2 separate regions of the Mus musculus genome follow, and region 2 is linked to region 1. The links are chromatin contacts, called in public HiChIP or PLAC-seq maps. All regions are on one chromosome and are shown on one strand. Each heading gives the region's core, a stretch centred on a gene start, on an enhancer-like site or on the middle of the called end of the contact. The rest is flanking DNA. Distances are from core to core; before and after follow the strand shown. Region 1 overlaps Gm33377 (a long non-coding RNA gene). Region 2 has its middle 24 kb from the start of Gm33897.

Region 1 (6,383 bases), core at 1,399-3,898:
GACACCATGGCCAAAGCAAGTCTTATGAAGGACAACATTTAATTGGGGCTGGCTTGCAAGTTCAGAGTTTCAGTCTGTTATCATCAAGATGGGAGCATGTTGGTATCCAGGCAGGCATGGTACAGGAGGAGCTGAGAGTTCTGTATCTTCATCTGAAGGCTGCTAGCAGAAGACTGACTTCTAGGTAGCTAGGATGAGAGTTTTAAAGCCCACTCCCACAGTGACACCTGCTCCAACAAGGCCACACCTCCAAATAGTGCCACTCCCTGGACTGGGCATACTCAAACCACCACAATTCCCTACACAGAACAAAAGGACAGCACTTTTCCTCTTCAATTCCTATGTCTTGGTCACTCATAGAAATTTCTCCAAGGTTCTCATGATAGACCTGTCCTTGCATATAGTTCCAGAACAGGGTATTGTGGACTGTGAAGATTTTATGTCTTCATAAGTATTGTATTATGAAGTTAGAAGAATCTGTGCAGGGACATGATAACCACACACAGGCTTTAACTACATTCAACTTTTGTAATTATTAAATCTGCTTCCCTTAAGTCTGTCGTTTGCAAATCCGGTTACCATATCTTTGTTTTCATTCAAACTCACAGTGAAAAATATTTGAATAAGTCTGGGTCATGGAGAAAGCCCTCACACAGATGACTAAGAATCTTTCCATTGAGCTGACACTGCCCCGCTGATTAGTCCACAGTGTTTGGGGAAGGTATTTCCTGATTCCCTACTTTGTATCCCTACTTTGCAGCTGAGGTCACCTAACCTCCATTTATGAACTTGGCCTCATATTCATACAGGAACAATACTAGGAATTGGAAGGTCTCCACATACAACTCTAGAATTCAGCGTTGGGTCAGGACCCCTCCAAGAGAACACTGGCCCTCATGCAATAGATAACAGCCAAGTTCTTGCCCTGGGGCCCTCTAAATTACTCTGTCCATGTACTGGCTAGTTTTGTGTCAACTTGACACAGCTGGAGTTACCACAGAGAAAGGAGCTTCAGTTGAGGAAATGCCTCCATGAGATCCAGCTGTAAGGCATTTTCTCAATTAGTGATCAAAGGGGAAAGGCCCCTTGTGGGTGGGACCATCTCTGGACTGGCAGTCTTGGGTTCTATAAGAGAGTAGGCTGAGCAAGCCAGGGGAAGCAAGCCAGTAAAGAACATCTCTCCATGGCCTCTGCATCAGCTCCTGCTTCCTGACCTGCTTGAGTTCCAGTCCTGACTTCCTTGGTGATAAACAGCACTATGGTATTGTAAGCTGAATAAACCATTTCCTCCCCAACTTGCTTCTTGGTCATGATGTTTGTGCAGGAATAGAAACCCTGACTAAGACAGTCCATAAACATTGTTTTTCTTTTTAATCCATGTTATCTTATGGCTGGAGCACACTAAAGGGTGTTCAATCTTGAGGTCCTTTAATGTAGCCCCTGGGTACATTGTGACCCCCTGGGCATTAGACATTAACATTAGAACAGCAGTTCTCAACCTACGGGGTCATGACCCCTTTGGGGTTGACTGTGACTCTCAGGAAACACAAATATTTACATTATGGTTCATAACAGTGACAAAATTACAGTTAGGAAGCAGCAATGAAAATAACTTTATAGTTGTGGCCACCACAGCATGAGGAACTGTATTAAAAGGGTCACAGTGTTAGGAAGGTTGAGAACCACTACATTAGAAGCCTGTAACATGGTGGGTCTTCTGTCAACTGACTGACCCTGCCCTTTCATGATTTGCACCTGATTTTAGCCACACTGTCCATATTTATGGTGTGTTCTAACATTGTTATTAAACTATGCTCCTTTATACTCTTTATTTTGTGGCCCACTACCTATTGGGATCTGTCATAATATCATATTATAATATATGTATGTATGTATGTATGTATATAGAGAGTAAATATACATAGTATATAATAGATATACATAATATACATAGTATATAATATATATAATATATAGTACATAATAATATAGTACATATACATAATATATACGTATAATATATAGTACATAATAATATAGTACATATACATAATGTATACATATATAATATATAGTATATATAGTACATATACATAATATATGTAGTATAGGTAATATATATAGGCCTATAACAATTATAGGCATACCACTGTTCTCCCAGCCTTACTCTTTATTGAACATGTAAAAAAAAAAAAAAAAAAAAAGAACAAGCCTTATTCTGCATACATTGTCTTCCTGTTCAACTCTTGGCCTCTTGTAGTCACCAGTTACCTCTCTGTATGCAGATTGTGGTAATAATAATAATGTTAATAATAAATTCTATGTTTTTATACAGTACATACAAATGATTGTGAATATGATGTAGAATAATTTGGTCAATTATCATGGTTTTCAGCTCTAATATGTACTTTTTCTTTCTAGTGAAAAATATCTGACTTTTACATTTACCTAACAATGTGTTTATTTATCCACTTGCTTACTAATTGATTTTTGAGACAGGGTCTCATGCTGGCCACAACCTTGTCAAACTTGCTGCGTACATAACCGAGGCTGGCCTTGAAATTCCAGCCTTCCTGTTTCCACAAGTGCTGGGATTATAGGTGTATTAGTCAGAGCTCTCTAGAGGAACGGAATGGATGGAATGAGTGCATACCACAGAGATTTACTAGATCAGCTTACACTGTAGGAACTGGGTAGCAAGACAACAGCCATGCATAGATCCAAGAGGCTAACAACTGATAGCTGTTGAGTCAAAGAAGCTGAGGTTCCAGCAACCCTCTATGTGGTGATGAAAGCCTGGAGGATTCTGTCCATGTTGGAAGACTGGATGAGCTGGGCTTTGATGGAGTAGATAGAAGCCCCAGTGAGGAGAGAGGCCACCAAGCAAAAGCGATATCCTTTCCCCCTTCTCCTTTCTATCTGTCCTGCCACAGAAGGTGTTGCCCGCTGGGTGGGGGCGGGGTGGTGCATGCCTCCTCTCTCACTGTATCCTTCCAGGAAATAGCCTCACACCCACCCAGAATTGTGACTTTCAATTGATCCCAGATCCTACTGCGTTGACAACCAAGATAAACCATTACAATGGGTGCAATAGTGTTCTCAAAACCTTACTCTGCAAAGAACACATAAAGACAAAGAACAAGCCTTATTCTGCATGTTTAACTGTTGTCTCTCCTTAAACTCTTAACCACATATATGCAGATTGTGCTAATTCCCGCATATTCTGTCTTTGTGTGCCTTGCTTCCTTTATGTAGTAAAACCCTCTCCAGGTCCATCCAAGTTGTCACAAATGACAACTTGGAATTTCTTTCTGAGGTTTTGCCGCAGGACCTTTCAGAGGCTGTGCTTGTCAACCAGTTCTCTCCTCGCCCAGTTTCTTGTCTTTCTTCATCATTACATCTTCCTCAACCATTCTGAGTCTTGACTAAAACTATCACAGCTCAGCTGATATTTGATCAGCTGTTTGCTAAAGCCCCACATTTGATGTCTACTACTTTCCCTAGCAAGAAATTCACTGATTTTCCAGAATAAAATGTGTGTCTTGACATGGGTGGTTTTACTGATTACAAAATAGGTCCCAATTTTTTTTCTTTTATCCATATGCTTGTGTATGAGGTATTGATCCATTACCCAGAATGGCTTTACCTGGTTATGGAGAGTCCAATATCAGTCTTTAAGGGAAAAAAAGAGATTTAAAAAAACCCCACCAATTTATTCACCAAACTATTCAAAAGAAGATAAGTTTATGATCTAACACAACAAGAAATCTGTGCTGTGGTGGACTCAGGTGGGCATTTTTATTCCATAGCTCAATCTTATTATCAAAAACTTATCTCTTTTCCTAACTTTTGCTCTGCTGTCTTTACCACGGTAACCATGTCCTGGGGGGGGGGGGGGGGTCTAAGAATCATGCCCAAGTTAAAAGTGCTGCTTTTTCTAGTGAGTCTTTGTTTGTTTGTTTTAAGACTTGGTCTTCCTCCAGCCCTGGCTGTCCTGGAACACATTCTAAAGACCAAACTGCCCTCGAACTCACAGACATCCACCTGCCTCTGCCTCCTGAGTACTAGGATCAAAAGTGAGCACTACTACACATAGCTAAGTCTCTTAGGAGTGTAGAAACCTTTTCAGAAGCCAACACACACACACGCACACGCGCACACGCGCACATTTTATGTCAAAAAACCCCAAAACCAGGCTGGAGATACAGCACAGTAGTAGAAGAACATTTGCCCTGAGTTCCAGCTCTGGTGTCAGAAAAATAGCGTTCCAAACAAATCTACACTCTCCTACCCGCAAGCTTAGATCCGTATTTAATCGCTGAGACATATACGGGAAGGATGGGCAAACTCTTAACGTTGGGTCTTTCCCACATAGAGAAAGTGAGTGGGGGTTCTCAGACAGGCATTGCATGGGTTGCCTCATGGGGCGAGGGACACATCCCTCATTCAGACGGCTGAAATATCTTTGAAGACTGTTGCCGATTAAGATCCACTCAAACAGCGTACATTTTTATTTATTTTAAATAGCCCAAGAAGAGTTGTGTCTAAAATAAAGGTAAATGAAATCACCTCTAAAACGTCCACCCAGCTGCTCATTGCTTCTCCCCCACCCCCCACCCCCCTCCGCTGGGGAAATTGCTTGCAGTGGATATTGAGCTTTGAATGCAGAGGAGGCAAAAGCGCACAGTTGCTGATCTGTGAGCATGCCCCCAAACAGCACAGTTGTGGGAAAGCAAATCACAGGGATTCTAGCTACGGAGAGCCCAGAACTAGGACAGACATATTCTCAGCCTCTTACACCCTCAGCCCCTCCGTAAACAATCGAACGGAAGCTAACAATGGACATACCGCCTTGGGGTTAGGAAAGCAAAAGCAGTTTAGCTGACTGGTTCCCCGTCCCCTGCAGGAAATGTGCTCTTTTGTGTATTTTGGGGTTAAAGCAGAGGATTGTGTTAAATGGGGCAACAAATTAAATGTGCATGTCAGGGCTGCAAAGGAAGGAGTCTTGCAGGAAAGTGAACCTGACTCCCATGTCAACGAGCGCGGTAACATCACTGCAGTGTTGTCTGGGGAATGGTTGGAACGATATAGGACCCAGATGGTTCCACCCGAAGGAATCCTGAGCTCTCAGAACTCAGGAATGGAAGAGAGAGGAACTGAGAGAGACAGGGAACAGACTATCTTTGTGGCAGTCAAGGTATTTGCACCTGGAGGTCATAATCAGCCACTGTCCTCTGTTTTGTGGCAGGACCAAGAGGGAGAAGCAGTTGAGGGCAGGGGATGCTGCATGCAGGGGTGGGTGGGTGGGGGCGTGGGGTCTTGACCCTCACAACTGAGCAACTGGTTGAATTTGAGGATCAAGAAAGAAGAGCTGCCGAGGGCCATGGTGTCCAGCTCAAATCCCAGCATGGAGGAGGTGCGGAAGGAATCAGAAATTCAGGGTCATCCTCAACTATATAGGGAGGTCGAGGCTAGCCTGGACCTCATGATACTATTGCAAAAGACAGACAGAAAGAAAGGAAGGAAAAGGGAGGAGGAAAAAGGAAGGTATGAGAAAAAAATGTTACATTTTTGGTAATAACACGAAGCAAGGACTGTAAAAAAAAGGATACTACGCTGTGCATTCAATACTACTGCATTTCTTACTTTTCCTAGTATTTTCCTAGTACTTTGTTTGTTTTTTCGAGACAGGGTTTCTCTGTGTAGCCCTGGCTGTCCTGGAACTCATTCTGTAGACCAGGCTGGCCTCGAACTCAGAAATCCACCTGCCTCTGCCTCCCAAGTGCTCAGATTAAAGGCATGCGCCACCATGCCCAGCTTCCAGTATTTCTGTTATGTACAGCACTCAACATTTTATAACCATGGAAACAGAGGCTTTTATATAGTCTGTTTAGTAAAGGTTAGACGTGAGATCAAGTATATATATATATATATAGGATACACATATACGATATACATATACATCTAGATTTACATATACATATGACCGTCTTGATAGAGCCCAGGCTGGTCTCAAGCCCGTGATTTTTCAGACCTCTGTCTCCCCAGCCCAGGACTGCAGGTATGTGCTCTTTCTTGCCTTGCCTTTCTGGTGAAACGCTGGCAGATGTGTTTCCAAGCAGCAGTACTGAGTTTTGAGTATCAGTAGGACATTTGACTAAAGGTGCCTAGCAGGTCACAGGAAATGAAATCGAGGTTCAGGAAATGATGCAGGTTAGAGGGACAAGTCCAGAGTCATTAGTTAAAAACTGCGAGCTAAACTGTGAGACTACCCTTACTTTGTCTGGATTTGTCTAGTTCAGTTCTGTTGGGTGGATCTCTTTAGGCATGCCAAGTATCAGGAACTTAAAAAAAAAAAAAAAAAAAAAAAAGTAACTGGGTGC
Region 2 (6,383 bases), core at 1,797-4,296, 810 kb before region 1:
CTTATCACAGCAACAGAATAACAACTAAGATGATAACCAAGCAGTTAAGCCTCAGAGGTCATGAGGAACCTACCCAAGACCATATAGTTAGTAAATAACTGTTGGTGTGAGAACCTGGTCCCCTGCTCTGTAGACTGTCTTCAGTCAGTGCACACCACATTATCAGATACCTTTGCTGAACTCAACATGGAGTGCATGAATCGTCAAGGAACAGGGACACGATATCAAGGGGAGGAACAAACATGGTTCTGAAATAAGACAAACCTGCATTCGGTGTATACACATGCCTCTTATGGCTTGTAAGGCCTTGGGCAAATTCCTACACATTTTGGTATCTTAATAGTCTTGCTTTAAAGCCACAACCTCAAAAATAAATCTATAAAACCACTTATCTTGGAGGGTGTCTGTGAGGATTAAATGCAATGATAAATAACAAGAAAGGCGTCAGGTATATGGCAGGCATTTCGCCAAACAGAGCTGTGCCTCTCCTTTGTTGATGCAGATCATTGAGACATTCCCCCTCCCTCCTTCCTGTTGCTCGTATAAAGTTCTAAGTCGGGGGCAGAGACACACCTGCAGAAGGGCCTTTCCAGCATCTGTTGCTGCTACCGTACTGTAAAGGCAAACGCAGGCATTGCTCAGAGACATGAAGGCCATTGAGGAGAGATGGGAAAGTCAACTAGAAAGCCAGGCTTTCAGAGGTGGCTTAACAGTTCCCTCAGGTAGGAAAGCTTTTCCAAAACAGAGCCCCTTTTGTGTGTCAGTTTTGTATTTACATGTTTTCCTGCCCGCACACAGATGCAGTTGCTTCTATGGCAAAGAAGTGTTGGCTTATCCAAATAAATGCTGACATTCAGGCAGCCTGAAACCCTCATTTTTTTTCTTTCTGTATGCTGGCCAATTGCTCCAGGACATGACATAGCTGATGGTGTAAAGGGTCACATTTAGCTCACCTTTATTAAACATTTCCATCAATTCCCTCTACTCAGCATTTCATTAATTCTGCAATGAAAATCTTTTGAGGGCTGGGGATATAATCCACTTGCCAAGAATCCACAAGGCCCTGGATTCAATCCCCAACACTACAAAAGAAGAAAGAAACTTCATGGGGGGAAAAAAACAAAAACAAAAGATGATTATTTGTTTTGATACAAATGAGGAAACAGAGATTGAAAGCATTAAATGTCAGTACAATATCACATAATGGGAATATTGGTAAGATTTCAACTGATTTTCTTTTTCATTCGTTCACAAACATATTTACTGAAAATCTACTTTGCACTGGTTTTATCTGCTTCTAAATCTAAATGTTCATTTTGTACCTGATTTTGCTTGTTAAATCAGTAACAGCATATTCAGTAATTTTGTAATATTCTCTCAGATTCTGAAAGCCATTTGGCTACAACAAGAGGCACCCGTGACTCTAAGAAGATAATCGGGCTAGTGGGTATGACCAGCAAAGTGTCCACATACCTCCATCTCAAAGCCGGGTGCTTGTGTGTAGAAGGGCTCCACAGCCCTTCTCTCTCAAGCACTGCATGCAGTCAGCTGTGCTTGGCTGCTTAGGAAACTTGACAACGACACACCTGAGAAGACTCATTAGAAAGTAGGAAAGAAGTTTGTCAGGAGCCAAAAAGCTAATAACTAACAGGTGATCTTCCTGAAACTGAGACCAGGGAAGTTAAGTTCGCCGCCTACACTAACAGAAAAAGCCTCGTCTTCAAAAGTGCCTTGCTGTTAGATAGGGGCATGGTCCTTTTCAGTACACTGGCAGTTAGGTGACGCCTTTCTTCATCTCCACAATTTGGAAGCAGATGGTAAGTGGGTAAATACTTTATCTATTGTTGTGACCTAATATGTCTGACAAGAATCAGCTTATATGAAAGGGTTTATTTTGCCTTCCATTTAAGAACAGATAGAGTCCATCATAGCCACAAAGTCGTGTAGGCCAGAGTACGAGGAAGCTCTGAACCAGCAGTGGACCCCAGCTACCAAACTTCAAGGCCTGTTCCCAGTTACTGCTTCCTCTAGTAAGGTTAGCCCCCTAAAGGTTCTAAGCCCTTCCAGAGTGGAGCCACCAGCTAGTAACCAATTGTCTAAACACAAATACCTGTGGGGGACACATTTAAACCATAATAATTCTATCACGGGGAAATCAATTTAAGTTGTAAAGTTCAATAGGGCTTTAGAAATGCCCACAGCTGGATGGGGCAGGTACGCACCCCTGAAGTCTCAGCACTCAACAGGATGGCTCCAAGTAGGAGGCCAGCTAGAGCTGACAGAGAGTACAAGTCAGCAGGTACTGTATGGCTTTGTAACAAGACCCTATCTCGAAGGAAGGAAGGAAGGAAGGAAGGGAGGGAGGGAGGGAGGGAGGGAGGGAGGGAGGGAGGGAGGGAGGGTAGGAAGGAAGGAAGGAAGGAAGGAAGGAAGGAAGGAAGGAAGGAAGGAAGGAAGGAGAAAATCCAATGACCAAGTTCATGTCACTGATGATTGACAGAATCACCATTTGAGCCTGGCTTTCTTGTCTCTGCAGTGTACACTCTGATTAGTCAAGATGAGCAAATGTTTTCTTAGGGGAACAAACGATCTTCAGATCTCAAGGCTCCCAATAAGAAAGGTCGAATTCCAATTCCAGCAGTGAGGGAGGAGAATTTTTGAGAGCAAGGTCTAGTGGCATAGATGTAAAAAACGCTGTAATGAAATCCATTACATTATATGCTAACCTATAAACTTAATTGAAAAGAAAGATAAGGACAGTATCCATGGTGGCTGCACCCCACTTCGTGAAATTTACTTCGGAACCCCCTGCCCCAGCAGTCTTCAAGCTGCATCAGGAACACTGCCAAGTCAAGCCCACCCCACCTCTCTGCCCCTATGCCATCTGATAGATGGTGGCTTTCTCTCTCAGCTCATCGCTCAAAGCCAGTTGCACAGCCTTGTCCACATAAAATAAGCCAAGGCGAGTTGTCCTTCCACAGGGAGGAACCCACTGAGGAGGCAAAGCTTTTAATTACATCACTGTGATAATGTATAACTGGGCTTGAGATTTCTTTCCTTGTACCTTGCACTGATTAAGCAATATTTCTTGTGTGATCAGACAAGTGGTCATCTTAAATAATGCAAGCATGAAATCATTAAATAACTTCACTATTCTAAAAAGGAGCCATTTCAAATTATGCCCGATGAATTATAAGCCTTCTGCATATGCAAAGAAAGCAACTTTTATTCTGGAAATAAACTTTCTGTTTCTGGCAGGAGACATGGATAGCAACGCTGCCTTGCTCAGTGAATGGGTGTCAGGGTGTCATATTTGAATGTGTAATGAGTAAACATTGGCAGAAACTCCCTTTACCATGTGACTTCAAAACAAACAGCAGTCAGCGGGGAACTACCAGCTGTGTGTGCAGGAAAAAAAAAAAAGGCATTTAGACACACTCCCTTATTGAAGCAAAAAAGTCCCTGTCTGCCATCACCTCCTCCTTCAAAACATGCAGGGCATAAATGACTTGTCACAAGGACTCAAGTACAAAGCCCCACCCCTGGAAAGTCCTCCTGGCAAGGCCATTGAAACAAAGTTCATGGGAACACAGAAGTAAGACATAAAATAGAGTCCAGGCATTTACAGAATCTTGCCTTCCCTTAAATCAACTGGTAGTTTCAAGGTGGGTGGAGAGAGCATCTAGCAGGAAGTTTCAAGTAGAGGTTTCTAACATAGGCTGCTGTGGCACCCTCTGCCATTCTGAGACATTCTGATGGCAAGGAAAAGCAAGTCCATTTTCTTAAATACAAAACGAAAGAGAAAGGCAGTCTACTTCATACAGTAAACTTCCACCACAAACAGCCTCTTCTCCATTCCTGCTGCCGCCAAAGAACACGCTTGACCTTGGAGCAAGAAACTTGTCTCCTGCTAGGAAGTCTACACCTGAAAATCAATTCCTTAAAACTTTCTGGCCCTGCCTCGGGTCCAGATTTATAGGGGAATGAGGGGCTAGGGAGACAGCTCTCCCTTAGACTCTGAAAAGATCACAGAAGGGAAAACCCATAAAACAGCAATACTCTTTAGTCATGAACACATGACACATGCACCAGGATAAGGAAGGATCTTTGCCAAACATTACATCTCACATTAAACTATTAAATGGTTCCATTCTGAACCGCCAGAGACTATAACAGCATTCTGGTTAATAAAACAAAAAACAAAAACAAACAAACAAAAACCAAAACAAAACAGAAAACCAGCCAGGGTGAATAGCAACGATCCCTGAGTAAGTCTCTGTTTTTTGTTCTTGCTTATCTTCTCTGGTAAACAGTGTGGCTCGCTGCTGCCTTCTCTAGCTACTTATTATAGAAAGAGTACACGGTCAGGGTGCATGTGGAGACATGTGGAATCTTTAGAGTGTAATAAGGCAAACAAATTTATCTATAGGCCTCGAGTGCTGAGCAGTAGGAGATATCACCACTGGAAAATATACGGCTTTGCTTTGAGGAAAATGTGTCTGGTCTTTGTACACGGTCAAAATGTTTAGAAGGGTGGTTTGGAGATCAATGGTTAACTTGAAATCTATTCTAGAACACAGCTCTCTTCTTATCCACAACCTTTTGGCTCCTTTGGCAGCAGGATCAAATGGTTAACAGAGGCCTGGAACCAGCAGATGTAAATGAAGTACATCTAAAAAAAGAGCTACATATATTCACAATTATTATCTACACACACACACGTACATGTGGAGGTATAAGCATCATATTGGAGATAAACAGATGTGTGTGGGAAGACATAGAAAACTACACATTCAGAAAGAACTCAGCTTTCACATGCTTCTTAGCCTGTACTGTATACAATTGTATACAAATAAAAAAAATGGATGCTCAGGCATAACTAAGAAAAATTTAACTGCCAAAATTATTTTAGAAAGCCATTTAGCAGTATACATGAAAAAAAAATTAGAGATTGCATGGTGTTTTCCAATCTGTAATTCCTCTCCCTGGCAACTCTCACAAATCAGTGGCATGGAAGGCATTTATAAAAGGACACTAATGTGAGACATTTATTTAATGAGAGGGGAGAGAGAGAGAGAGAGAGAGAGAGAGAGAGAAGAGGCGAGGCAATGTCAATTCATGGTAAATGTGGGAGCGGGTTATACTTCATCCTCACAGTGTATAATCAGAGCTGGGCTCAGCTGAGATAAAGGGCTGATTTTGAGGGGTTTCTGTTATGCTCACTTTTGAGTGATGAAAAAGAGAGACATGGAAAATGTATGTTACTCATAAAATAACCAGTAACAACCTTCCCCCATCTCTGTGTGTGGATGTACAACTGTGATTATAATATAAGCACGGGGGGAAATACAGAAGTCCATTTAAGGTTGCCAACTAGACCTACACACCTCAAGAGTGGGGGAGCTGAGCAAACGAAAAGGGGAAAGGTGGGGGGGAAGCCAAGCAAAGAGTTAAAGACCCACTTCTCCAAGTAACATAAACATATATGTATTTCTGCAAAATTACACACAGACACACACACACACACATATAGTCCAAAGCCAGCTCAAATCATGACCTTGGTATTAATAAAAATATCACCTATTTACTGAGCTCTCAGTATAGGCATGGCACATTCAAAAAATGATCCTTCTAGAATATTCTAAGAAAGCACATCTCCTCAAGACAGCCTACCAAGAAGCATAGTCACATTCCCATTTTCAACCAAAGGGCAGTCTAGGTGACTTCCCTACAGCTTCAGAGAACATCACTTGACACATTCAAATGAAAACAGAAATCTTGCTCACTTCTTTGGCCATCATGTTTGGTTTTCTTTGCTGTCTGCATCTGGAAGACAAATCTTAAGAAGACATGACAATCGTTAAACGTGTCAGTTATCCACTTGGTTTTTCATACATATGTATTTTGATCCCATTCACCCCTATTGCCTTGTCTTGGCACCTTCCATTCCTACTGAACCCTTTTCTCTTCTCCACCAGTGCCCCTTGTGCTTCACATGTCCTTTCTTCTTCTTAATGATCCTGTGAGTTTCATTAGAATGTCATTAGAGCAGGAATAAGGAGTCATTTGTAGGAATGTGAGCACCTTACCTGAGGTTACATCATTGAACAAGTTGTCTCTCCCTTTCTGGTAATGGTTAATCTTAATTAATTGTCAACGTGATTCTACTGATAAACACCTAGGATTGAAAGAAAGCACTACAGTGGGGTGTCCGTGTTGACAATCAGATTCTGAACTGATGATAGGGTTAGCCCTTGATGGCTTCATAACAGGATGGCTTCCACTGGGAGATGGAAACCTGCTTGGAAACAGTAGTTCTCCCTCTGTCTCTGTCTCTGACTGTCTCTATTTGTCTCTCTGTGTGTATCTGTTCTGTCTGTGTC

Evidence for each region. HiChIP or PLAC-seq counts read pairs in DNA pulled down with a chosen protein or histone mark.
Region 2: a contact with region 1 is called in a FOXA1 HiChIP or PLAC-seq map of pancreatic cancer cells. The contact joins two enhancer-like sites.

The regions. Positions count from the first base shown.
Region 1 is chr10:95,880,581-95,886,963 of GRCm38.p6, reverse strand. All of the region lies in intron 3 of Gm33377 (a long non-coding RNA gene), which reads right to left. Among named protein-coding and RNA genes, the nearest start is that of Gm24433, 15 kb to the left of the region's middle. Within about 2 kb of position 2,648, at least 33 of the 459 cell types and tissues checked have an H3K27ac peak or open chromatin away from gene starts, as enhancers often do. A contact at or near this core is called in pancreatic cancer cells, where this site is marked.
Region 2 is chr10:96,688,159-96,694,541 of GRCm38.p6, reverse strand. No RefSeq gene overlaps it. Among named protein-coding and RNA genes, the nearest start is that of Gm33897, 24 kb to the left of the region's middle. Within about 2 kb of position 3,046, at least 137 of the 459 cell types and tissues checked have an H3K27ac peak or open chromatin away from gene starts, as enhancers often do. A contact at or near this core is called in pancreatic cancer cells, where this site is marked.